Regions from separate parts of the Mus musculus genome. Here regions 1, 2, 3, 4, 6 and 7 are each linked to region 5. The links are chromatin contacts, called in public ChIA-PET, HiChIP or PLAC-seq and promoter capture Hi-C maps. All regions are on one chromosome and are shown on one strand. Each heading gives the region's core, a stretch centred on a gene start, on an enhancer-like site or on the middle of the called end of the contact. The rest is flanking DNA. Distances are from core to core; before and after follow the strand shown. Region 1 holds the start of Mib2 (mindbomb E3 ubiquitin protein ligase 2). Region 2 holds the start of B3galt6 (UDP-Gal:betaGal beta 1,3-galactosyltransferase, polypeptide 6). Region 3 holds the start of Atad3aos (ATPase family, AAA domain containing 3A, opposite strand). Region 4 holds the start of Fndc10 (fibronectin type III domain containing 10). Region 5 holds the start of Rer1 (retention in endoplasmic reticulum sorting receptor 1). Region 6 holds the start of Tmem240 (transmembrane protein 240). Region 7 holds the start of Aurkaip1 (aurora kinase A interacting protein 1).

Evidence for each region. Promoter capture Hi-C pulls out the DNA fragments that hold promoters and counts their contacts. ChIA-PET counts read pairs in DNA pulled down with a chosen protein or histone mark. HiChIP or PLAC-seq counts read pairs in DNA pulled down with a chosen protein or histone mark. Capture Hi-C pulls out chosen DNA fragments and counts their contacts.
Region 1: an H3K4me3 HiChIP or PLAC-seq map of the 230-238 cell line shows a contact between it and region 5, with 12 read pairs. The contact joins the promoter of Mib2 here to the promoter of Rer1 in region 5. A contact is called at or near these places in 6 of 39 promoter capture datasets (the C10 cell line, cranial neural crest, embryonic stem cells and 2 more), 3 of 115 datasets of contacts at active chromatin or transcription factors (the 230-238 cell line and memory CD8 T cells) and 3 of 9 other capture datasets (adipose tissue, liver and pancreatic islet).
Region 2: a promoter capture Hi-C map of liver shows a contact between it and region 5, with 4 times the contacts expected there. The contact joins the promoter of B3galt6 here to the promoter of Rer1 in region 5. A contact is called at or near these places in 1 of 39 promoter capture datasets (liver) and 1 of 9 other capture datasets (liver).
Region 3: an H3K27ac HiChIP or PLAC-seq map of embryonic stem cells shows a contact between it and region 5, with 6 read pairs. The contact joins the promoter of Atad3aos here to the promoter of Rer1 in region 5. A contact is called at or near these places in 5 of 39 promoter capture datasets (the C10 cell line, erythroid cells, liver and 1 more), 1 of 15 datasets of contacts at CTCF or cohesin (embryonic stem cells), 1 of 484 Hi-C or Micro-C datasets (embryonic stem cells), 2 of 115 datasets of contacts at active chromatin or transcription factors (embryonic stem cells and memory CD8 T cells) and 2 of 9 other capture datasets (adipose tissue and liver).
Region 4: a promoter capture Hi-C map of liver shows a contact between it and region 5, with 2.5 times the contacts expected there. The contact joins the promoter of Fndc10 here to the promoter of Rer1 in region 5. A contact is called at or near these places in 4 of 39 promoter capture datasets (erythroid cells, hippocampal neurons, liver and 1 more) and 2 of 115 datasets of contacts at active chromatin or transcription factors (epiblast stem cells and memory CD8 T cells).
Region 6: a contact with region 5 is called in an H3K27ac HiChIP or PLAC-seq map of double positive thymocytes, with 2.8 times the contacts expected there. The contact joins the promoter of Tmem240 here to the promoter of Rer1 in region 5. A contact is called at or near these places in 2 of 39 promoter capture datasets (both in liver) and 1 of 115 datasets of contacts at active chromatin or transcription factors (double positive thymocytes).
Region 7: a contact with region 5 is called in an RNA polymerase II ChIA-PET map of memory CD8 T cells, with 30 read pairs. The contact joins the promoter of Aurkaip1 here to the promoter of Rer1 in region 5. A contact is called at or near these places in 2 of 484 Hi-C or Micro-C datasets (CD4 T cells and muscle stem cells), 2 of 115 datasets of contacts at active chromatin or transcription factors (extraembryonic endoderm stem cells and memory CD8 T cells) and 1 of 9 other capture datasets (liver).

The regions. Positions count from the first base shown.
Region 1 is chr4:155,667,678-155,670,798 of GRCm38.p6, reverse strand. Mib2 (mindbomb E3 ubiquitin protein ligase 2) reads left to right here and starts at 1,580. Exons shown (of 20, transcript NM_001369164.1): 1 at 1,580-2,225.
Region 2 is chr4:155,991,283-155,994,399 of GRCm38.p6, reverse strand. It overlaps B3galt6 (UDP-Gal:betaGal beta 1,3-galactosyltransferase, polypeptide 6), which reads left to right and starts at 1,722. Exons shown (of 1, transcript NM_080445.4): 1 at 1,722-3,117. The coding sequence starts at 1,784. The coding sequence ends at 2,761. Sdf4 (stromal cell derived factor 4) reads right to left here and starts at 1,557. Exons shown (of 7, transcript NM_011341.5): 1 at 1,066-1,557.
Region 3 is chr4:155,759,830-155,762,780 of GRCm38.p6, reverse strand. It overlaps Atad3aos (ATPase family, AAA domain containing 3A, opposite strand), which reads right to left and starts at 1,589. Exons shown (of 3, transcript NR_027972.1): 1 at 1,495-1,589; 2 at 1,004-1,396. It overlaps Atad3a (ATPase family, AAA domain containing 3A), which reads left to right and starts at 1,683. Exons shown (of 16, transcript NM_179203.3): 1 at 1,683-1,979. The coding sequence starts at 1,778.
Region 4 is chr4:155,692,897-155,695,596 of GRCm38.p6, reverse strand. It overlaps Fndc10 (fibronectin type III domain containing 10), which reads right to left and starts at 1,255. Exons shown (of 1, transcript NM_178699.4): 1 at 1-1,255. The coding sequence starts at 1,096. The coding sequence ends at 425.
Region 5 is chr4:155,084,912-155,087,974 of GRCm38.p6, reverse strand. Rer1 (retention in endoplasmic reticulum sorting receptor 1) reads left to right here and starts at 1,622. Exons shown (of 7, transcript NM_026395.2): 1 at 1,622-1,770. It overlaps Morn1 (MORN repeat containing 1), which reads right to left and starts at 1,398. Exons shown (of 14, transcript NM_001081100.1): 1 at 1,294-1,398; 2 at 483-554. The coding sequence starts at 1,369.
Region 6 is chr4:155,733,204-155,736,126 of GRCm38.p6, reverse strand. Tmem240 (transmembrane protein 240) reads right to left here and starts at 1,323. Exons shown (of 4, transcript NM_001101506.1): 1 at 981-1,323; 2 at 623-729. The coding sequence starts at 1,037. It overlaps Ssu72 (Ssu72 RNA polymerase II CTD phosphatase homolog (yeast)), which reads right to left. Exons shown (of 5, transcript NM_026899.3): 5 at 2,248-2,654. The coding sequence ends at 2,553. 1500002C15Rik (a long non-coding RNA gene) reads left to right here and starts at 1,685. Exons shown (of 2, transcript XR_001784583.2): 1 at 1,685-1,742.
Region 7 is chr4:155,829,602-155,832,611 of GRCm38.p6, reverse strand. It overlaps Aurkaip1 (aurora kinase A interacting protein 1), which reads right to left and starts at 1,343. Exons shown (of 4, transcript NM_025338.4): 1 at 877-1,343; 2 at 542-629; 3 at 1-260. The coding sequence starts at 596.

The DNA.
Region 1 (3,121 bases), core at 331-2,830, 580 kb before region 5:
GAGGTCAACCTGGGCAAAAGTAAGATGCTGTCTCAAAATAAAAATAGCCTGTAAAATGACTTAGCAGGCAAAGACGCTTGCATGAGCCTCTGACTGCACATGTAGGTTATTGTTGTATACCGGCCCGCGGCCCACTTGGGCCTACACCTGGGAGGCAGGCTGGGGCTGAAAGAGACTAGACTTCGAGAGAAATTAATGGAGACCAAGACATGATTCTGTTCAAGGCCCGCCAGTTTACTAAGAGAGTGTGCTCATAACAGGGAAGGCCCATCCCCTGCCAGTCCATTTCTGGTGTCTGGAGCCAGCCTGTAGGCGACTTGCAGGATAGGGTGTTCTTCAGGTATATCTCAGCGGCCTCTCAGCAGGTAGCAGTGTCTTGGAGGAGCAGTGGCAGGTGGCAGAACAATAGAGCCATCTAGGCAGGAAGGCTCCACCCCAGGTAATCTCCCTAGTGGCCTCAAGGTCAAGGTCTGGATCAGCTTGTTTCAGGCTGGGGGAGGTTACAGCTTATGGCACTGGTGTCCCCTCCCTCAACAAAAATAAATAAATGTAAAGAAAAGAACAAAGAACAATTACGATTGTGCCGGAATAGACTGGGTTCATATGTGGTAGTGTGCAGCAGTGGAATACACCTAGACAGCAAGCTGGTGAGGGGACAGTTACAATACATATGGAGGTAACTTGCACATGGGGGCAAAGCTTGTGGGGAGAGTTGCTGGAGAACTATGTTGTTGTGGTCTGAGGAACTTCATAGAACTGTCTAATACATGTAAATCAAGGCAGTATACTGTTTATAAACACAAAGGCCAGGATGACTGCTTGTTAACTTTATGCCTGTAGGACTAAAATCAGTAGCTGGGTAGGGGGTTGCTCAGTAGGTCTGAGTTGATTCCCACCCCGCTCCAGATAGAGGATAGGAAAACAAAAGAAAAAAGATGGGCGCAACTCTGATTATAAAATAAATTAAGTCGTGCAGGGTGTGGTAGTGCATGCTTTAATTTCCAGCACTCTCGAGGCAGAAGCAGGTGGGGCTCCATGAGCTCGGGGTCAGCAGGATCAACATAGTGAGGCCCAGGCTATGTTGCAATATGTTGCTACACGTTGCTACATAGTGAAACCTTATTTCAAAAAGAAAAAAAAAAGCCAAAAGAATTACTTTGGATGCGTTTTCGCTACATCTCTGGAAACCCCACCCATTTCAGGCAAGACGTCACCCGAAACTTCTGTCTCCAAGGCAACAGAGAGCGTCCTGGGAACTAGTACTGCGCAGGAGACCTGTGCAGGGCTGGCTCCGCCCACACGCACTTCCGGGTGCGACTTTGCGCCCATCCCCTTTCAACGCTCCCTCTCTGTTCCAAGAATGCCGAGACGCAGGCATTTCCAGTTTCTTCTTTAGAGAAACAGAGCTCCCGCTGACCATGCATAACGCGTCCGTCGGTCCCTTTGCTACCAGACCAGACGTGTACGTCATGCTCGGGGTGCCTTGGTAGCTATAAGCCCCGCCCCCTGACCCTAAGCATAGTGCGTCACGCGCAGAGCCTCCTGGGAGTCGTCTGTCCCGCCCCCGGGCTGGCTCTGCAAACTACAGCTCCCGGCAATCTGTGCGGCGCCCCGCGACTGTAGTCGGGGAGCCGTGGTGGGGCTCCCTGGTGGGCTAGCGCAAGAGAGGCGGCCTTGCTAAACACTGTTAGGGGGCGGAGGACGGCGGGCTGCAGCTGGCGTCTCGGTGGCGAGCCGAGGCTCCACTGTCAGCCTCTGCGCTGCTCAGGGGCGGGTATTCCTGGGCCGAACGAGCGCGGAAACTCTTGGCAAGTGGGGGGCCGGGCCGGGCGTCCTCCCAGCGACGGGGGCGGTGGCACGGGGCCTAGGGGTCCTGATCGTCCTGACGGGGCTGCGGTTTTGTTGGCTGACCTCGGCCCTTCAGCGCGACGGGCTTTTGGTGCTTCTCCCCCTGGACCCAGCTCGTGCCCGTTGCGCGTTCTCGGTGCGTGGGGGTGATGCAGCGTGTCCCAGCCACCAGACCCATGGGAGCTTTTTAAGGCGACCAGCGGCCTCTGTCCCTTCTCAGATGTTAACTGCGTCTCAGCACCCCTGGCCATAGGTTTGGATCTCCTGGGGCTTTCAGAGAGGAAGGTCAGCACGGCGGAGGCCAGTCCCAAGTCTCCAAGCATCAGGGCTCCTGCCCGATTCTCAAGGCGGGTGGGGGACACTGGACCTCCAGACAGGTGAGCGCTTGACAGTTCGGGTTTGGTTTGTTTCTCTTGAGGATGCCGTCTGATGTGTCAGGGTTTGTGTTTCTGTTTAAATGTGCTTGAGTGGACTGGGCAGTGAGAAATCGTCCTTTCTGCCTCCTTTGGGTTCAGAACCAATAAGAAAAGCAGAGATGCCAGGAAGGCTCTTAAGGAGCTAGTGGGCTTGGGGACAGAGCAAGATTGGCTGCTTATAGAATGTCTCCTGGCTATATATTCCACTGTGGCCTGTTGCTTCTGATGCAACAAGTATCTGAATGTCATTATCCCACCCAAGGTCAGCCCTAGGCAGGGTGGTGAACCCCAAGCTACAGTGTACCTAGAGTTCCCCAGAGATTAGTAGCCATGATACCCCTGAACCTTAATGATGTCCCCCAGCAGATGTCTTGGTGCAGGGTAGATCTGGTTTCCTGGCCTCTGTGTCTTCAGTTGACATTCTTGTTTGATTCTACTAGCATCTAGGACATCCACCTGCCTAGTAGGGGCCTCTGATGAACCAGTTTTGTTAGACATTTTTCAATTCAACAGTATCTCCGACACCACCAGAGGTATAGGGAGATATACTCGAGTCCTGAATCCTCTCTATGTCATGTAGTTTTATTCATTTGAATAAAGGCAATCTGCTAACTTTTATACTATAACATGACTTAATTTTTTTTTAAAGATTCATTTATTTATTATATGTAAGTACACTGTAGCTGTCTTCAGACAATCCAGAAGAGGGAGTCAGATCTTGTTATGGATGGTTGTGAGCCACCATGTGGTTGCTGGGATTTGAACTCTGAACCTTCGGAAGAGCAGTCGGGTGCTCTTACCCACTGAGCCATCTCACCAGCCCATGACTTAATTTTTGTGGCTGATTGGAGATTCCC
Region 2 (3,117 bases), core at 473-2,972, 910 kb before region 5:
GTCTACTCAGGACTTAGTTCCACCTAGGTTTCAGGAATACACAGGGTGGCTGGGGGAATATCTGTACTTCTTTGCCATCCTTACATTATAATTCTGATGAAATCAAACTATATATTTTGTTTCTTTTGCTTTTTTGTTTTGTTTTGAGACAGGGTCTCACAATGAAGCCTTGGTTGGCCAGGAACTTGCCAAGCAGACTGACTAGGCTTGCTTCGAGTTACAGGCAGTAGACTCAATAGTTCAAGGCCAGCCTCAGCTACATAGTAAGTTCAGGCAGGCTACATGAAACCCTGTCTGGAACCTATCGCTAACAACAACAAAAGAGGAAAGGGAAAAAAAAAAAGACCACCAAAGTCTAAAAACCAACAGTGTAAAACAGCCCAAAAGCTGGTAGTGGACTGATGATTTAGCCCAGTAGTAGAGCCTTTGCCCAGCATTTACGGTGCTGGATTCGATCTCCTCCAGCAACACAAAAATAGGAATGTAAAGAAATAAAGCCTGGCAGGAAGAAAAAAAAAAAAGTTAAGTAAAAGAAAAGAAAAAGCCTTTAATTCTAGCACTAAGGAGGCAAAGGCAGGCGATCTCTGAGTTCCAGTGCAGCCACTCTGGTCTACAGAGTGAGCTCCAGCACAGCCCGAGCTACACGGAGAAAGCTCGCTCGTCTCGAAAAACGTCAACAACAACAACAGTAAGTAAAAGCAATGTCGGTTTAAGAACTACGCCGAACAGTACCGGAGAAGAACGCCCACCAACCCGGGCTGGGCAGGAAGGTTTTACCCAGGCCTTCCATTTCCAGCTCACACTACTAGAACTCATGGCGCACGTTTTACCAAAGGGGAAACCGAGGCAGAGATGCTGCTGGACCACAAGTTGAGGTCACAACGCCAGCCGGTAACAGAGCCCCGAGCCTCAGATCCCCCGCGGCAGTGAGTTCCGGAAGCAGCAGCCGAGGAAGAGGGCGGCCCGCGGGGTCGAGCCGGCTCAGACCTGGCGCGATTCGAACGCTACCCGAATGGCCTCCCAAGCCCGCCCCTCGCACGGCGACTGCAGGGACCCCTCACTCACCCCGGCTTCTGATGCGCCGGGTCTGGGCGCCCGCCAAGTCTTACGCAGAACTCGGCTCAGGCCGCCGCCATCTTTCTTCCGGGAAGGGGCGAATAAGACAACCGGGAACGGTGGGGAAAAAAACACCCGGCCTCCGGTACGAATCTCGAAGCCGCCATCTTTCTTATGGGCGGAAGCAGCCTCTGCGAAGCAACCAATAGGAATGGCGCGCGGGGTCACGTGTCAATCATTCTGGGCCCAGCCCTATCCTTCAAAGCCGCCCTGGATATCAGCTCCGGGGAGTCGAAACCCCCAGCCACGGTGCGCCTCGGGGCTCCTCCCACGTTACCAGGCCTAACCGGCCGCGCCAGTCTCCGAGTCGCGCAGGCGCCTTCCAGCGTCCGAGTCGAGTCGCGCAGGCGCCTTCCAGCGTCCGAGTCGCGCAGGCGCCTTCCAGCGTCCGAGTCGCGCAGGCGCCTTCCAGCCTCCGAGCCTTCCAGTCTCCGAGTCGCGCAGGCGCCTTCCAGTCTCCGAGTCGAGTCGCGCAGGCGCCTTCCAGTCTCCGAGTCGAGTCGCGCAGGCGCCTTCCAGTCTCCGAGTCGCGCAGGCGCCTTCCAGCCTCCGAGTCGCGCAGGCGCCTTCCAGCCTCCGAGTCGCGCAGGCGCCTTCCAGCGTCCGAGTCGCGCAGGCGCCTTCCAGCGTCCGCGCCTGCGCTCCTCGGCGGCCTCTCGCCCGCAGCATGAAGGTATTCCGGCGCGCTTGGCGGCACCGGGTGGCGCTGGGCCTAGGCGGCCTGGCGTTCTGCGGCACCACTCTGTTGTACCTGGCGCGCTGCGCTTCCGAGGGCGAGACGCCCTCCGCTTCCGGAGCCGCTCGGCCCCGCGCTAAGGCCTTCCTGGCGGTGCTGGTGGCCAGTGCGCCCCGCGCGGTCGAGCGCCGCACCGCAGTGCGCAGCACGTGGCTGGCACCGGAGAGGCGTGGCGGACCCGAGGACGTGTGGGCGCGCTTCGCCGTGGGCACTGGCGGCTTAGGCTCGGAGGAGCGGCGCGCTCTTGAGCTCGAGCAGGCGCAGCACGGGGACCTGCTGCTGCTGCCCGCCCTGCGCGACGCCTACGAGAACCTCACGGCCAAGGTCCTGGCCATGCTGACCTGGCTGGATGAGCGCGTGGACTTCGAGTTCGTGCTCAAGGCGGACGACGACTCCTTTGCGCGCCTGGACGCTATCCTGGTGGACCTACGCGCACGGGAGCCCGCACGCCGCCGGCGCCTCTACTGGGGCTTCTTTTCCGGGCGCGGGCGCGTCAAGCCGGGAGGTCGCTGGCGAGAAGCAGCCTGGCAACTCTGCGACTACTACCTGCCCTACGCGTTGGGCGGTGGCTATGTCCTTTCTGCGGACCTGGTGCATTACCTGCGCCTCAGCCGCGAGTACCTGCGCGCGTGGCACAGTGAAGACGTATCGCTGGGCACCTGGCTGGCACCAGTGGATGTGCAACGGGAGCACGACCCACGCTTCGACACGGAGTACAAATCTCGAGGCTGCAACAATCAGTATCTGGTGACACACAAGCAAAGCCCAGAGGACATGTTGGAGAAGCAACAGATGTTGCTGCATGAGGGCCGGTTGTGCAAGCATGAGGTGCAGTTGCGCCTTTCCTATGTCTATGACTGGTCAGCTCCACCCTCCCAGTGCTGCCAGCGCAAGGAGGGCGTTCCCTGATGTCACTGCAGGTGCCGGGGTCTCTCCTGACACAGGCCAAGCATCCTGAACAATCTGATAAATGATCTGGGCTGAGCTTGGTTTATCCAATTGCTGTTGAGACCTTGGGACTGATGGCCAGAGACAGCTAACAATGTCTAGTCCACTGAGGGTGCCATTAGTGGTCTGGTGTAAGGCCTACCCAAGGACATCTGGTTATGAATGTGGAGATTGCATCTGAGCGCGTGCGCGCGCACGCGCGCGCACACACACACACACATGCACACACACTGACCATGTAATGCCACCTATCAGCCATCTGGAGTGTGAGGGAAGGGCCTCCTCACTTGATGAGTTTAGAGTGCCCTCATTCTGCA
Region 3 (2,951 bases), core at 340-2,839, 670 kb before region 5:
TGTCAGAGCTCAAAGAAACCTTATATCAAGAAACACTGGACAGTGATGGACAGTGATGGAAGCAGAGCTAGACTTGCTTATTGAGCTAGCTGTACAACACATCTTTGCTGATCTTTGTTGCAAAGAGAGAGGCCTAGTTGAGAACTTCTCTTGGCATTCCTCTTGGTCCCTCCTACAGAGGCGGTGGCTTGGCTGTCTCCGTTAGGTTGTGTCACCACTGCTGATTCATGTTTGTTATCCAGACTATCGAACTGGACTGTTAGTGTGTTTGTGAAGTGTATGGGAATGGATGGAGCTGCTGCTGTTAACCTGGGAAATGAACTGTTGATTTTCAGACAACATAGACAGGAGTTGTTCCAAAGAACCATTTCTAAACAGGTCTACCTCCCCCATATCCTTTTTCCACTATCTCTGATGGGTGGTGGGCTATAAGGAAGGTTACAGCACTCAAGAACTATCATTAATAGTAAGATTTTAAAAAATTAAAGTTTTATAAAAAATAAATACGACTAATAACATACCTTCAACTTCCTTTTTTATCATTTAAAATTGCCTTTTGTCCAGTGTTAAAAAACAGTCCAAACAATTCTGTGAACTCAACCGGTTTTATGAAAGATGCCTGGACCCAAGACGCTGACTTTGGTAAATGTGGGTTCCTAGTGACAACTGCCACTGTCCATGCTACCTTCCACTTGCCCAAAGGTTAGGTCAACCCTAGGTCCAGAGCAGGCACCTGGCTCAGCAGGCTCCCAAGGAGCGCTCACTGGCTAACAAGCACAAGCCTGGAGCACCAGCCCTCACTCTAAGTAGCTCCTGAGTGTAATGTACCCTCTGCAGGCTCTGGGAGTCGGCTTGGCTTTCTGGCTTGTACTGCAAAGCAGCAGCATGCCAATAGCCGCCGTGGGTTGCCAAAACACCAAAGAGGATCGGGCTCAAAACACCGCCTGAGCAATCGTAGCAGAATGGTGCAGGATTGTTTGTCAGAGGCGCCCAAGTCTCTGACCTAAGTAACTCTCTTATTCTTATGCACGCTTGGCTGTAGGAGCCGCTGGCCTGGAGACGCTCAAAGCAGCCACAGATATACATGAATCCGGCTCCGAGAAAGCGTGGGGTCACAGCAGGGGTGCCCGGCCGGTCGAGGGGCGCCAGGGACCCCTTCTCTAGTCCTCCCGGCTGGAGGTCTCACCCCGATTACTTCGCCCTTAGTTGCAGTGACCTGAGGCATCTCAAGTCCGGAAAAAATTAGCTCCGGGAGACCCACAGCACCTTCAGGTTTTCCCTTCCTCTTCTGTTCTTTGGGTAGGATTCACAGCAGAAGAGTTCTGACCCTCCGTGGTGTGAGTCCAGTGTCTCTGATCGTCTGTGGGCTCTGTGGCTGGGGCGTCTCCATAAATGCCTATAGCGACAGGTACAGAACGACCCCAGAGGAATAGCACCTTTGCTTAAAAAAAAAAAAAAAAAAAAAAAAGTTTTCTAGGATGAAGGCACACCCACCTCGAAAACTTTGCTCCTATTTGCCTGGTCCAGGAGCTCTGTCCAGTTCCGCCTCCTTAGAAAGCTGGGCAAATCGTGCCACCGACGCCACTGGCGTCCCTATGTCAGCGGCCAATCCGGCGGCTGAGAACGTCTTGACCCTCCTAGGTTTCCGTCGTCCAGAAGGAAGGGGTGTGGCTCGCGCCTGCGCAGTGAGTCGCGCCCGCGGCGCGTGGTGACTGCGAGGAGCCTCGCGAGTCACGCTCCGGTACGGTCCGCCGAGGGCGCGCGGAGCTTGCAGACCATGTCGTGGCTCTTCGGCATCAAGGGCCCCAAGGGCGAAGGCACAGGGCCTCCGCTGCCCTTGCCGCCCGCTCAACCCGGGGCGGAGGGCGGCGGTGACCGCGGGGCGGGAGACCGGCCATCGCCCAAGGACAAATGGAGCAACTTCGACCCGACGGGCCTGGAACGTGCGGCCAAAGCGGCTCGCGAGTTGGAGCACTCGCGTGAGTGCGCGGGCTGGGCTTGGCGGGCCGAGGCCCTGGGAAATGGGAGGTTTCTCTCGGAGGCACTAGCTGCTGCCCTTAGGACTTTGGTCCTCTTGACGTCTTAGCAGCACAGTGGTCGTTCGCAGCCGTACCTTTCAGGTGACCTGAATGGCCGCTTATGGGACATTTGGTCATAGCCGTCCTGCATTGGGGGAGACCCCGATCCTGCCACCCTCTTGCACTTGTAGCTGTCAACACGTAGGTCGTAGGAGAGACCCTGTGCCAATGTTGGCCTTACCTACTTTACTGTTGGGCTTTCTAGCTGCCTCCACGTGGTGCAGGCCAAAAGTCATAGCCAGGTCAGGCGATCCTGTGTTGTGGTAGTTAATAGCAATCTCTCACTTAAAAAGGAGAGAGTAGATGTCGTGTTTACTATTGGATGATAGCATTCCACTGTGGAACGTGAGGTGAGGGTGTCCGTAAAGGTTGATCCTCTCTGAGACAGATTTTAGCATTGATGGATCCCAAAGGCCAGGACTTTTCCCAACAAATGACACATTTTTGTTTTGATGTTGACAGTTTGTGCCAAAGTGTAATGTAAGGTGGATTTTTTTGATTATTTTGCTTTGTTTGTTCTTGTTTTTATAAAGACTGTGCAGCCCTGGCTGAGACTCCTGTAGACCAGGCTGTCAGAGAAATCACAGCTCCACCTGCCACGGCCTCCTGAGGCGTGTGTCACTATGCCTAGCTAGTTGAAATATTTTTAAGAGCCTGCAGGGGGCTGCAGAGATGGCTGAAAGGCTAAGAGCACTTGTTGCTATTGTAGTGGACCTGTGTTCAATTCTGTGCACCTATATGACAGCTCAAAACCTTCTGTAACCCCAGTTTCAGGGCATCCAAGGACTCCTCTGGCTTCTAAGGGTACCAGACATATACATACTTATATGCAGGCAAAAACTCAAATACATAAAAAATTTTTTAAAAGCCTGA
Region 4 (2,700 bases), core at 6-2,505, 610 kb before region 5:
GTCACTCCTCCCAATCTGCAAAGTACAAAGTGACCAAGCAACAATCACGGCCAAGCTTTGACAACCTGGCACAGGATGAAAGTTCAGGTTCATGATCCTGGGTGCCAGTGGTTTTTGCCAGAAGGGAATGTATATTCTGGCCGGCTCTATAAAGGCCTCTGGAGATGGAGAAGACCCCTGGCTGCCATTGACACTCTAGCCCAGGCCTATGGGCCAGTCTGAGGCCTGAGTCTGGAAGGCAGATACCCATCTGGGGCTGGCAAGGTCGTGGGATGATGCCAAGGTCCCTGCATGGGCTAGTTTCCATTAGGCCCTCCATGGGGATCCTAAAGAGGGAGAGGGAATGAGAGAAAAGCAGAGAGAGGGCCTTAGGGTCTCAGCGCACTTGGCAGATGGAACCCAGGTGGGCGGGTCGCCTTGCGCTTCAGGGCTGCCTGCGCAGACTGGGTCGCCGGAAGGTCGGGTGCATGAGGTTCTCGGTGATGTAGGCCACCAGCAGGCAGATGACCACCAGCATGACACAGATGGAGCCGCCTACCGCCGTCATGGCCACCACGATCTCCTGCATAGCTGCCGGTTCGGCGGTGAACTCCACGCACTCGGCCAGCTCTGGCGGGACGACGGCGACCTCGGCGCGCAGCGGCAGCTGCTGCAGGCACAAGCGGTAGCGCACGCTGTCGTGCACGTCCGGTAGCAGGTAGTCGCGGCAAGAGGCACCCAAAAGCACGCGATCGCAAGGGAAGCGCGTATAGGTGCCACGCCACGAGCAGTTTAGCGCGAAGACGCGCACGCGGCGCGCCTCTGCAGGAGCCAGGCGCCACTGCAGCAGCACGCTGCGATTGCGCAGGACGTGGGCGCGCAGCGAGCCACCCGCCGAGGCCAACGTTTCGCAGCCCGGCGTCTGGCAGCGGAAACCCCGAACGGGGCTGCGAAAGCACAGGCGCCCACCGCCCGTCTCTGGGCCCTCGGACAGCACCTTGTAGGGGCACCAGGGCGCGTCGGGGGCCGGCTCCCAGCCCGGCGGCGTCGGGTCCACAGCGGCGCCTGACGGTGGCGCGCATGCAGCCAGCAGCAGCAGCAGCGGCGGAGCGCGCATCCTGCGGCTAGGCCGGCGCGGCGGGGCGCGGGCTCGCGAGCGCACGGGGCGCGGCGGAGGGTCACGCGGGCCGCGCCGCCGCAGCCGCTGCCGCGCTCCCCCCACGCAGCGCCCTCCGCCGCCACCCGCTCCGACCCGCTTCACGCCCAGGCCCGGTGCGCGCTCGGACCCAGCGGCAAAGGCGGGGCTGCCCCACGTCCCGCCCCCTTAACCCTCTCTGGGCCGCGTCCCACGGGCATGAGAAAGTCTACCTAGCACAGGCGGGTGTTGAACGGTGGTCCTGGGACAGGCCCTTGCCACAATTGATGAGAACTCCGGACGGTCCCTCTATCCGGTGCTGGCCCCTCGTGGCCACCGAGAGCGTCCTGCCCGCTCTGACCAAGAGGATGGACAAAGGGACTGAAATGTAACTTCACTCTGAGATCCTGGATCTTTGGAGTAGATGGCATCCACTAGGGAGGAAAATCTGAGGCCAAGGTTTTGACTTGGTGAAAATTGATTATTCTGCACTCCTGAAGAGATGTTGCAGGCAGATCTCCTCTATCTCATTGTTCCTTCTCGTCATTGGCTCTTGAAGAGGCTCAGGACCAGACAATGAAAACGACCCCACAAAAAGCCACCCCGAGTCAGGCCGATAGAATCCAAGCTACTTAAGAACTAGCCCACCCGGGCAGGAGAGATGGCCCAGTGGTTAAGAGCACTGGCTGCTCTTCCTGAAGTTGTGGATTAAATTCCCAGCAACCACATGGTGGCTCACAACCATCTATAATGGGATCTGATGGCACACAGGTGCACACACTTATATATATGTATAGAGAGAGCACTTATATACGTAAAATAAATACATCTCTAAAGAAGTGGGAAAAGAGAATAGCCTACCTGGGCTACCAAATGAGTTTGGGGTCAACCTGGGCAATTTAGTGAGACCCTCAAAATGAAAACAAAAAAATAAAATAAAATCAAACCAAGCCAGTTATGGTGCCCTAAATCAGCAAGATCAAAGGTCTCCTTGACTACTTGAGACTAGTCTCAAAAAACACAAAACAACCAAGCAAGGAGACACAGGGGGACGGGCAGAACCACTGAATTCTCACCCCTGCACGGTCACCAAACAGAGTCAGGGCCAAAGGACACCTGAAGAGACTGCCCTGCCTGCCCTGCCTGCGCTAAGTAGGGGGTGCAGCCAGAACCAGCTAGTGCCTAAAAGCTCTGCTGCTAAGGATCAACGGTGCACTGAAAAGGGAGGCGAGTGTGGTCTCACCCTACTGTACGTACTGTCCTTTGAGGTGACCTTAGCCAGGAAAGGAAACGGAGGGTGTGCGGGCTGCAGTGTTCTCTAGGTCCTACCTCCTGTGTCTGTAGACTATGGTGTTTCCACACACCTACAGCCCTTATCCTAGTCATCCTGAAAACCCCAAGCGGTAACTGAGCCTGAGTTCAGTATCAGAAGCCTCTATGCAGCCATTGTGCACCTCATGACTAACTTGGAAGGATCCAATCACGACACCAAGCCTCTCCAATTTGTAGAGTCTAATAAGATCTCCGTCCTCAGTGGAGGGCAGGGGTTTCAAGAGATATACTTCCTGCCCCCACCCTATTCCTAC
Region 5 (3,063 bases), core at 373-2,872:
TCAACAGATTCAATAATGTCTCACAGCAAAACCTCCACATCGCCTGGCCTTTGTCTGGTGGTATATTCTATAAACTGGAATGCTCACAGACACGAGAGAACAGGGTTCTTTCGTGCCCATGTTTACCTTTTTTTTTTTTTTTTTTTTTTTTGAATACAGAGACACTAAGGCTGATGATTAGAGGCCTGGATGTCCAATAACAAGCATGCAGGACGCCATGATGGTGTTTGTGTGTGACACTCTGGGTCTACTGCCCCACTCTTTCCCTCCCACCAATAGTTCCACCACCCACCAGCATGTGATGACCTCCAAGCCTACAAGAATTGGTCTTACATTGGTTCCACCATGACTGGGTCCAAGTGGTAGTCCCAGTGTGCAGGCGCAGTACCAGGCTATGCTTGGTACAAGACTGACTGCCTCCCACACCTTTTCTCAGGAATCTGGCTCTGGAATGAGCTCTGCAATGATCACAGGCTTCTTACCGTGTTTCTTGCCTCCCTTCCATTCTCCTTCATAGCGGAAGAAAGAATTTGGGTATACATATACGCCATAGCCTGTGTTCGGAAAAGAAGATGAACATAGCAATGGTTTGCCATCAACAGACACAGAGATGGGGCAGCTCAGGGTCTGGAGTAGTCTGCAGGTCATTTCTCATCAGTCTCTTGAACATGACAGGATGGTTAATTGCTCAAGATGGGTGCTCCCTCTCCCTTGCTTGGGTTTTGTTACATGGATAGTACTGAGGGAAAGGCAGGCCTGGCCAGAGGAGGGCTAAGACAAAAGCTGATTGTAGGCTCTTTAAGAGGAGGCGGTGAGGGCACGGAAGCAGTCAACAAGCTCCGTGAGGATACAGCAAAGAGCCCACCCTGCCAGGACCGTCACTATCCTCCTGTCCCCACGGGACAAAAATCCACACTCACTCCTAATTACTCCTGGCTGCCTCATCTTTTATCACGCAGCCAGCTCTGAGACATCACACCCAACACCCATCTCTCAGTTCCTGAGATGGATAAGCAACCCCACTGCTTTCTTGCCAGCAAGTCGCAGCCTGGGACGGGAAGACAGTGGCACTAGCATGGACTCTGACCTCATATCGATCCTGTTTCTCCGGTTTTAGAACAACTTTTCATCAGACTGCATTGGGCGAACCTCGTGTGCTCACCCAGCCAGCCTGACCTCAGCTCTACCTGCCCCCCCTGACGCAGGGTCGGCTGGCCGTGAGCCTGCAGCCTGGACCACGCCTGTGGAGCACGCGAACGCGACGGAGCTCCAGCGGGGAGACGCAGCCCGTACCGTTTCGCGGCGGCAGTCTCGGCGAGTGCCGACGCGGCTGGAGCGAAGCCTGGTAGGGATCGCCAGCTGCCTCCATCTTGCCGCCAAAGTTTCCCTAGCAACCATAAAGCTGCCTTCCATTGGCCTCCGGTTGCCATGGGGCGTGGCCAGGAGACCATAACATCCGAAGCAGCGGCGCCGGATCCGGAGCCTGAGGACGTCAATGCGCCTGTGCACCACGGCACGTTTCCGCCAACCCCGTCCTTCCGCCGGGAAGCGCTCCCGCCAACGGCCTCTGCGTCCATACCGGAAGCGGAAATGGTTGGAGCTTGGGCCCCGCCCCGCGGCCATCTTGGCGGCTGGAGGCGCCGCGGGACGGAACGGAAGTGCCTGTGCAGCTTCCCGGATCCGGAGCCGAGCTCTGGCGGCCGCCCTGCCCGCCATCCTCCTTCCGCAGCCGTGAGGGAGACCGCGGCTCGGCTGCACCGGAGCTGCGAGGTGCTGGGGGTGGGCTGGTGGCGCGGACCTGGTCGGGCGGCACACCACCGCCTTCCTCTGGGCTGTCAAGGCCACGGGCGAGCCGGCGGGCGGCGGGCGGGCGGGGCCGGGCAGCGCCTTTGAGCCTGGCGAGGGGTTGCCAGGGGCGGGCCGATCTCCGAGAGGGGTGCGCGAGGGGACTGCTGAGCGCTGCCCGCCGCGGCTCGCGCGCCGCCCCGACCCCCCGGCCCCAGGTCGTGGAGGAAGGTGGCCTGTTGTTGCCTGCACAGATCCAGGCGGCATGTGTTAGGTGTCCTCTTGCTACCCCACTACCGTGTTCAGTTTCGGGGCACACGTGTAGGAATTAAGCCCGAGCGCGAAGACAGTTACTGAATGGATCGAAGGGGTGCTGGTTAAATGGGTCTAGATTATATGGTGACATTAAGGCAGTAAAATGTCCAGCCCTCCAGGCTGTACTTCCAGCGTGGAGCAGATAAGGCTACATTGTCTCCCTTAGCAGGGTATCAGTGCAAGAGGGCTTCATACTTCCACATTGAGAACCCCCAGTGGCTTTTCTTTCTTAGTTCTTAATAACAGATACTATCCAGGAGGTGGTGGTGCACGCCTTTATGTGAGGCAGAGGCTGTGAGTTTGAGGCTAGCCTGGTCTACATGGAGCAACCCTGTTGGGGGCGGGGGGAAGACTTAGAGACTAGTTATACGTCTTGGAACTGCCTGTTTTTTTGATGTGAGTTTTTTTTTTTTTTTTAACCCTCATTAAGGTGCTCAGAAGAGCATCAGTAAACCCATACTCAGCCCCTTAGATCCAGGTTGTGTGTTGGGGAACTGGTTGCGGTGGAGGTAGAACATAGAGAAAGGGCTGGGGATGATCCAAGATGATCATTTCCCACCCCACCCCCAAAGGTGAGAGGGGCCCAGAGAGGGAAGGACTCAGAGGGGCAGGGTCTGGAAGGGTTGACAGGGAACAACTCTTGAGGCATGCAGGTGCAAGAGGCAGCGACCCCCAGATGCTGTGCAGAGCGCTTTCTTCTCTGTGGTGTATTACTAATTTAGGAGTGATGGATTGCAGAAACTAGACAAATGATGGGCTCCAGAACACGGGGGTAATGTTCTGTGTGTGGTACTTGTCCCCCTTAGAACAGTTTTTGTCTTGTTTTTTTTTTTTTTGTGACAGAGCATAGAGCAATTTCAGTAGATATGTGACAAGCACTGTAGGTCGTGAGGCCCATCCTAAAACAAATCAAGGTCCCTCAGGGAGGAGCGTGCATTCCGGTGAGAGGAGATTGAGAGATTA
Region 6 (2,923 bases), core at 74-2,573, 650 kb before region 5:
TGGACATACAAACATGCAAGGCCAGAAGACTTCATCACTACACATGCACAGAAGGGGAGGTCCCTGAAGGGTGTGGTGGGTCTCATTGTGACCTTGAGCAAACCCCAGCGTAGCTACTTCAGCTCCTCCCCTGCACAATAGTCATCAGTTGTGGCAGGTGTTCCTCAAGGTAGGCCCTTCCTATCTTGACCTCCTGCTCTTGCCTGCCATGGCCACAGTAGGCCCAGGAGGAAGACTTGGGTCGGAGGCAAGACTACTGCCCCAGGCTTAACCAGCTTCCTGGCTTCCACTGTGGACACTACTCAAGGATGCTGCTCTCAGGCCTCCGGGCCCTGGACCAGGAGGCTCCTTGGCCCATAATGCCACCACCAGGCAGCCTTTTCTCTAAAGGAACTGGAGGAAGGAGTTCCTAACAGACTCAGTCATGCTTCCTTTCCCAGGGAGCGGCTGGCTGACCTAGGGTTCCCGTTAGCCACCCCTCCCCCAGCACCTGGCGGGCAGAAGCGGCCCCCATCATCCAGCCAGGCTCTGCGGCCCAGCCTGCTCCGGGCTCACCGGCCAAGTGGGGCCCGCTGCACAAGTGTGATCACGCGTGTAGTGCCTAGAGCCGGGGCGCACTCACCGGCCACAGTTGCAGTGGCAGACGCGGTCCTCGCCCCGCAGGTGCGGGAGGATGTAGTTATGGAATCGGTCCAGCAGCGCGTTCATGTCCATCAAGCACGCGATGGCCTGGAAGAGCCCATGACCGGTCAGGGCGAGGAGTGGGCCGGGCCGAAAGGGGTGCCAAGGGGGAGTACTAGACTGCAGGGGTGGGTGGGTGGGTGGGGAAACGCAGGGCAACCAGGGCGAGGGCAGCGCAAGATCGCAGCGAGGGCAGCGCAGGCCGCACGGGCCGGTAAACAAGGAAGCGAGGTGGGGTAGGCGCGCGCGCGGGCGGGCGGCAGAAGCAGGGGGCGCGCGCGGGAAGCCCCTCCGCTCACCATCACGATCGACGCCCCCAGAATCATGAAGATCATGGTGTTCGCACTCATGGACATCGGGCGGGGCCGGGCCGGGCCGGAGCGCCGCCCCCCGGCCCCGGTGCCCCTCCCGGCCCCGGCCCGATGCTTAGCCCGCGCCGCCTCCGCAGAGGTCAGCGCTCGCGCGCCGGGCCGCCGCGGACCCCGGGGGCAGGCGCGGGCACAGGCAGCCGAGATGTGGGGGCTGACGTGGGGTCGCTCGCCTGTCGCCCGTTGCTGGCAGCCCTCCGCTCCGCCCTCCGGTGCTCCCTGCGCCCGGCTCCCTGCGGTCTGCGCGGCGGCCCCCTCCCTCCTCCCTCTTCCCTCCTCCAGGCTTCTCCCTCCCTCCTTTTCTTCTTCACTATCTCCTCCCTCCTCCTCCTGCCTCCGCCTCCGGGGAGGGACTTCGCCGCCCCGCGCCAGCATCCAGGGGCGAGGTTCTCCACTCCTGTCCCTGTGACGCAGCCCGAGACCCCTCCCCTCCGGCCTCGGCTCCACATTGTGCCCCATGTCATCAGCCTTGGCTCCGGTCTCCCTGCCCAGTGCCGCGCTGGACTGGGCCTTGGCCTGGACCAGGTGGTCGTTTCTGCTCTACTTCCCCAAGTAAGGCCCCTCCTTCTGGTTCTCCGGGTTCCAGAGAGGGACAGGAAGTGTCAGCACCCGCCTCCTCCAGCAAGAAAGTGCCATCAGAGGAGGGGCCTGGAAAGTCAGAGGAACCAGGGACTAATGACTACATGAGCAGAGGTAGGAGGGCAGGAGGGTAGGCGATACGGATGCGATGCGGAATGGGCCAAGTATGCCATAAAGATCGTGGCAGTTGTGGGAAAGACTAGGCGATTTCTGAGGAGGAAGGGGTGCTGGAACAGCTGCCAGCGTCTATGATCCTCTTGTGGCTGCCGGTCATGCTGGGATTGAGTCCCAAGCCCTGTGCTGGCCACAGAGCTGACAACAGAAGAACCAACCCTGCCCTGTGTTGGAAAGCAGGAAGAGGACAGCTGACCTCCAGCCCCCCAAGTCCAGACCCCACTGTATCTGAAGGTTCCAACAGGAGTTCAGTTATATCAGCTCACACAGGCCCTGAGCTGTTAAGGCACCAGGGTCCGGCCCTACTTCTCAGAAGGGTGCTCTCAGGTTTATCACAGGGTTGGACTCAATGGCCGAGTAGTCTCTTCCTCAGCAGGGAGTCAGGCCAGGAATTCAGGACAAACCAAAGACTTCTAGCAGCACCTATTTTGTGGCAATTCCAAGGTTTTTTTTCCCCTTAATAAGACAGCCTGTTGCTTTATTTAGGTTTCTGTACAATTCAGCAGTGGAGAGAAAAGGGCCAACAACAGACACTTGCTGTAGGCTGTAGAGTAAACCATCTTTATTTCTTTTGGTTAAAAACAATGGATTTGAATCTGGCATTTCTGCGTACGTCTCATTCCATATGTACAGTACATTGATGATGTACACCTAGCAGTAAAAACAAATATCTGAAAGGAAAACACACTGAAAAAGTGGCTTCAACAAAGGTGGCTGTGCAGGGCAGGCCATGCACCGAGCACAGGAGGCTCAGTAGAAGCAGACAGTATGCAGAAAGGCCCGGCCACTCTTCTCCTCGAACTCCTGCAGCAGCTCGTCGATTTCATTCTCCATGTCCTCAGTGTGCTGGATCTGGGAAAAGCACGGCCTTGAGTGAACCCGGGCATTGTGACGCGCCTTCCCTGACCCTGCCCTCCACTGATCTTCACTTCTGCAGGGACCCAGGCTTCAGGATAGCTCCCTCACAGCCTGTTCCTACCAGACATATACAACATATCATAGGAGTACCCCATATTGGGAGTGGGACGGCTAGATTCAAAGGGAGGCCTGGACCCCAAGGCTGGAACTCAGGTTCTGTTCTCAGGCGTCGTAGGTACATGAAAGCCTCATCAACCAGTGCT
Region 7 (3,010 bases), core at 94-2,593, 740 kb before region 5:
TGGACATTCGTAGAACTGGGAGGGAGCCAGAGTCACTGGGACCTCGACATTCCGTCTGGGCAATAAGTATTGAGCAGTCAGCCAGCTCTCTAGAGGACTGATGGCCATCTTCCTGGGGACCAGGAACTCCTCAAGCTCTGACTGGGTCCTCTTACCAGGGAGGGAGGCAGCCCGACTTGGGCTTGCAGGCTGCAAACTGTAAAGGGGTCGAAAAGCATAGCTGCCAATCACCCCGGAGCCAGGGCAGGAACGACTGAAACCTGGGGAAACAACACAGTTGCTACTAGTGCCATCACAGCAGATCAGAACACCACTACTACCCAGGCTAGGGCAACATGTAGACCCAAATGGTAAGGCCTGCCCCTTATCCTTCCGTCTGGAGTTGTGATGTGCTCCTACATACTACATGCAAGCTCGCAGGAAAAGGTTTGTGCCCAGGCTCTTATTCCCAGTAGCGACAGGAGACTACTGAAGGCGAGCTGGGCCGCGATGATTCCCATCCCCAAGTCAGGTGTGGATTCCGCGTCCAGGGGCGTCTTACCTGCCCAGGGAACAACAGTCCTGGCCAGCCGTGAAGTCAGGCGCGCCAGGAACATGGTGAGCAGTTGGTCCGGCGGCAGCGCTCAAAGCTAGAACACAGGAACCAGCTGAGGTCACGCAGCGGCGACGGGCAGTGCTCTCGGCCGCAGGCCTCGCATATCCCATCACCCTGGGTCCCCCTGACCCGCGATAAGGAGACATCTTCAAAAGTCGCTCTGAGCGCAAATCCTGTCCCTACTTCTCTCCACCAGCGTGGTCGCTGTAAGCCGCCCACCCACGGTTCCCGCTCAGGCAGCGAAACCCACAGCGCAGGACGATATCGACGCTCGCACGCACCAAACAGACGCAGGCCAAGCGAGCTCCGCCGCCGCTCATCATCTGAGCCCCGCAACAGGCCCACCGAATCCCGGAAGTTAGGACCGATCAGGTCGCCTCTGACCTCGACCACTTCCGGTCCCTGGTCCTACGCAGCGCCCTCTGGTGCCCGGCTCTGCGCTAACTCGATCCTTGCGTGCCCGAAGGCGATCGCTTCCGGTTGGAGGGGACGCTTCCCCTGCCGCTGTTGTCCAGCAGCAACAACGTTCCGGGTAAAAAGTGCCCACACCCGACACCCACCACAATCCCGGAGAGTGCTCTCTGCGTGCACGCGGACTTTACAGTATATATATATATATTTTTTTCCTTTCGTCTCTCCCAAGCCGGTTAGCCTCCGGGTACCGCCATGGACCGTAGGACTGCGGAAGTGACAAGTGGCGCTCCTCCTGTTAGGGCGGCAGGTCGTTTAATAGTCCTGTGGGATAGGCTGGCTGCAGAATGGGGCGCTCTGCTTCTTGAGGCCTCAGAAACTCCGCCCTGTTCCTGCTCCGCGGTCCTACCCTGCCGCTAATCTCAAGTGAAAAAAGTCCTAATTTCTTTAGTGTGCCCTGAGGAAAAAAAAATTTTTTTTAAAGATTTATTTATTTTTTATTATATATAAGTACACTGTAGCTGTCTTCAGACACTCCAGAAGAGGGAGTCAGATCTCATTACGGATGGTTGTGAGCCACCATGTGGTTGCTGGGATTTGAACTTCGGACCTTCGGAAGAGCAGTCGGGTGCTCTTACCCACTGAGCCATCTCACCAGCCCCCTGAGGAAAAATTTAAATATCCTCACACACACGTTAATTTTTATCCCAAAACTTAAAAGCAGCTTCTTCAGAATACGGCTGCTGCTTTCCTTGGCAAGAGCCTAGCAATCCACTGCACCTCAGTGTGGACCAGAAAGTCCTGCTGGCTCCGATGGACAGGGGTGCAAGACTAGGGTTCTCCTTCATTTGAGAAACTACGTATGCCTCGCATGAGGGATTTCTGTGGATTCTTAACACAAAGTGGCCAAATATCTCATTCTCAGGCATTAACCTAGCTAAAGTTACATAAACCAATAAGAGGGCAGAAATTGCAGGCTGTCGTCCCAGCTGTGTAACTGAGGTCACAAAGTGATGTTGCGTGTACCCTACCTTCGAGAGGGGATGCTGGAGATATTTGTCTTTTCTAATGATGTTTCGAGAGGGGAGGCACAATGTGCACCTGCATATGCCACAGCACACATGGAGTCATTTCTCTTCTTCCACATTTAAGGAAGTGAATTCCAGGGATCTCATTCAAGTTGTCGGGTTTATGTGGCAAGCACTTAACCACTGCGCTAGCCCAAACAGGAAGGTTTATGCATTTTAGTCTGTCTTTAGTTCAGACTCTCACCCTGGGTTTAGCCACAAAAGGCAAATGGAGTCTCTAGATTCCAGCCCTCACCTTGGTGCTCCCAGTCCTCAACATGGCCAGCTTTTATTTGATGTGTTTCTCCTTGGATTGCATAACTAAAGGTTCAAGGAGATGAATAAAAGTAAATAAATCCATCAGAGAAATGGTCATGTTCACAACAACCCGTATCGGGACAGGTCTTTGTAGAGTCAGGGACAATAAGAGAAAGGGCAAGTGGAAACAAGTTTTGGAAAGAGACCAAGCAAAGCATCCTCCTTACACAATCCCGGGAACTAGCAAGTTTCTAGTCTTCCAGGAGGTGAGTAAAGCCAACCTTGTTAAGATCCCTATACTTTCCTGGGTGGTGGTGGCCCACGCCTTTAATCCCAGCACTTGGGAAACAGAGTCAGATGGATCTCTTTTGAGTTGCAAGGCCAGCCTGGTCTACAGATTGAATTCTAGGACAGCCAGGGCTACACAGAGAAACCCTGTCTCAAAAAACCAAAAGACCCCCTGTATCTCAAACAGGCTCCAGGCCAAAACAGAACATGCCCAACCAGGGCAGGGTAGCTGCTTGGCCATGGTGGCAATAAAACACAGACACATAGCCATGACACCATGACATTGTATTGCTACTGTAAACTAACCTTGCCAAGGCAGATCTGGAATTGCAAAGGTTAATCCTTCATAAAAACCTAAGAAAAAAAGCACTGCTGGGGCTGAAGAGATGGC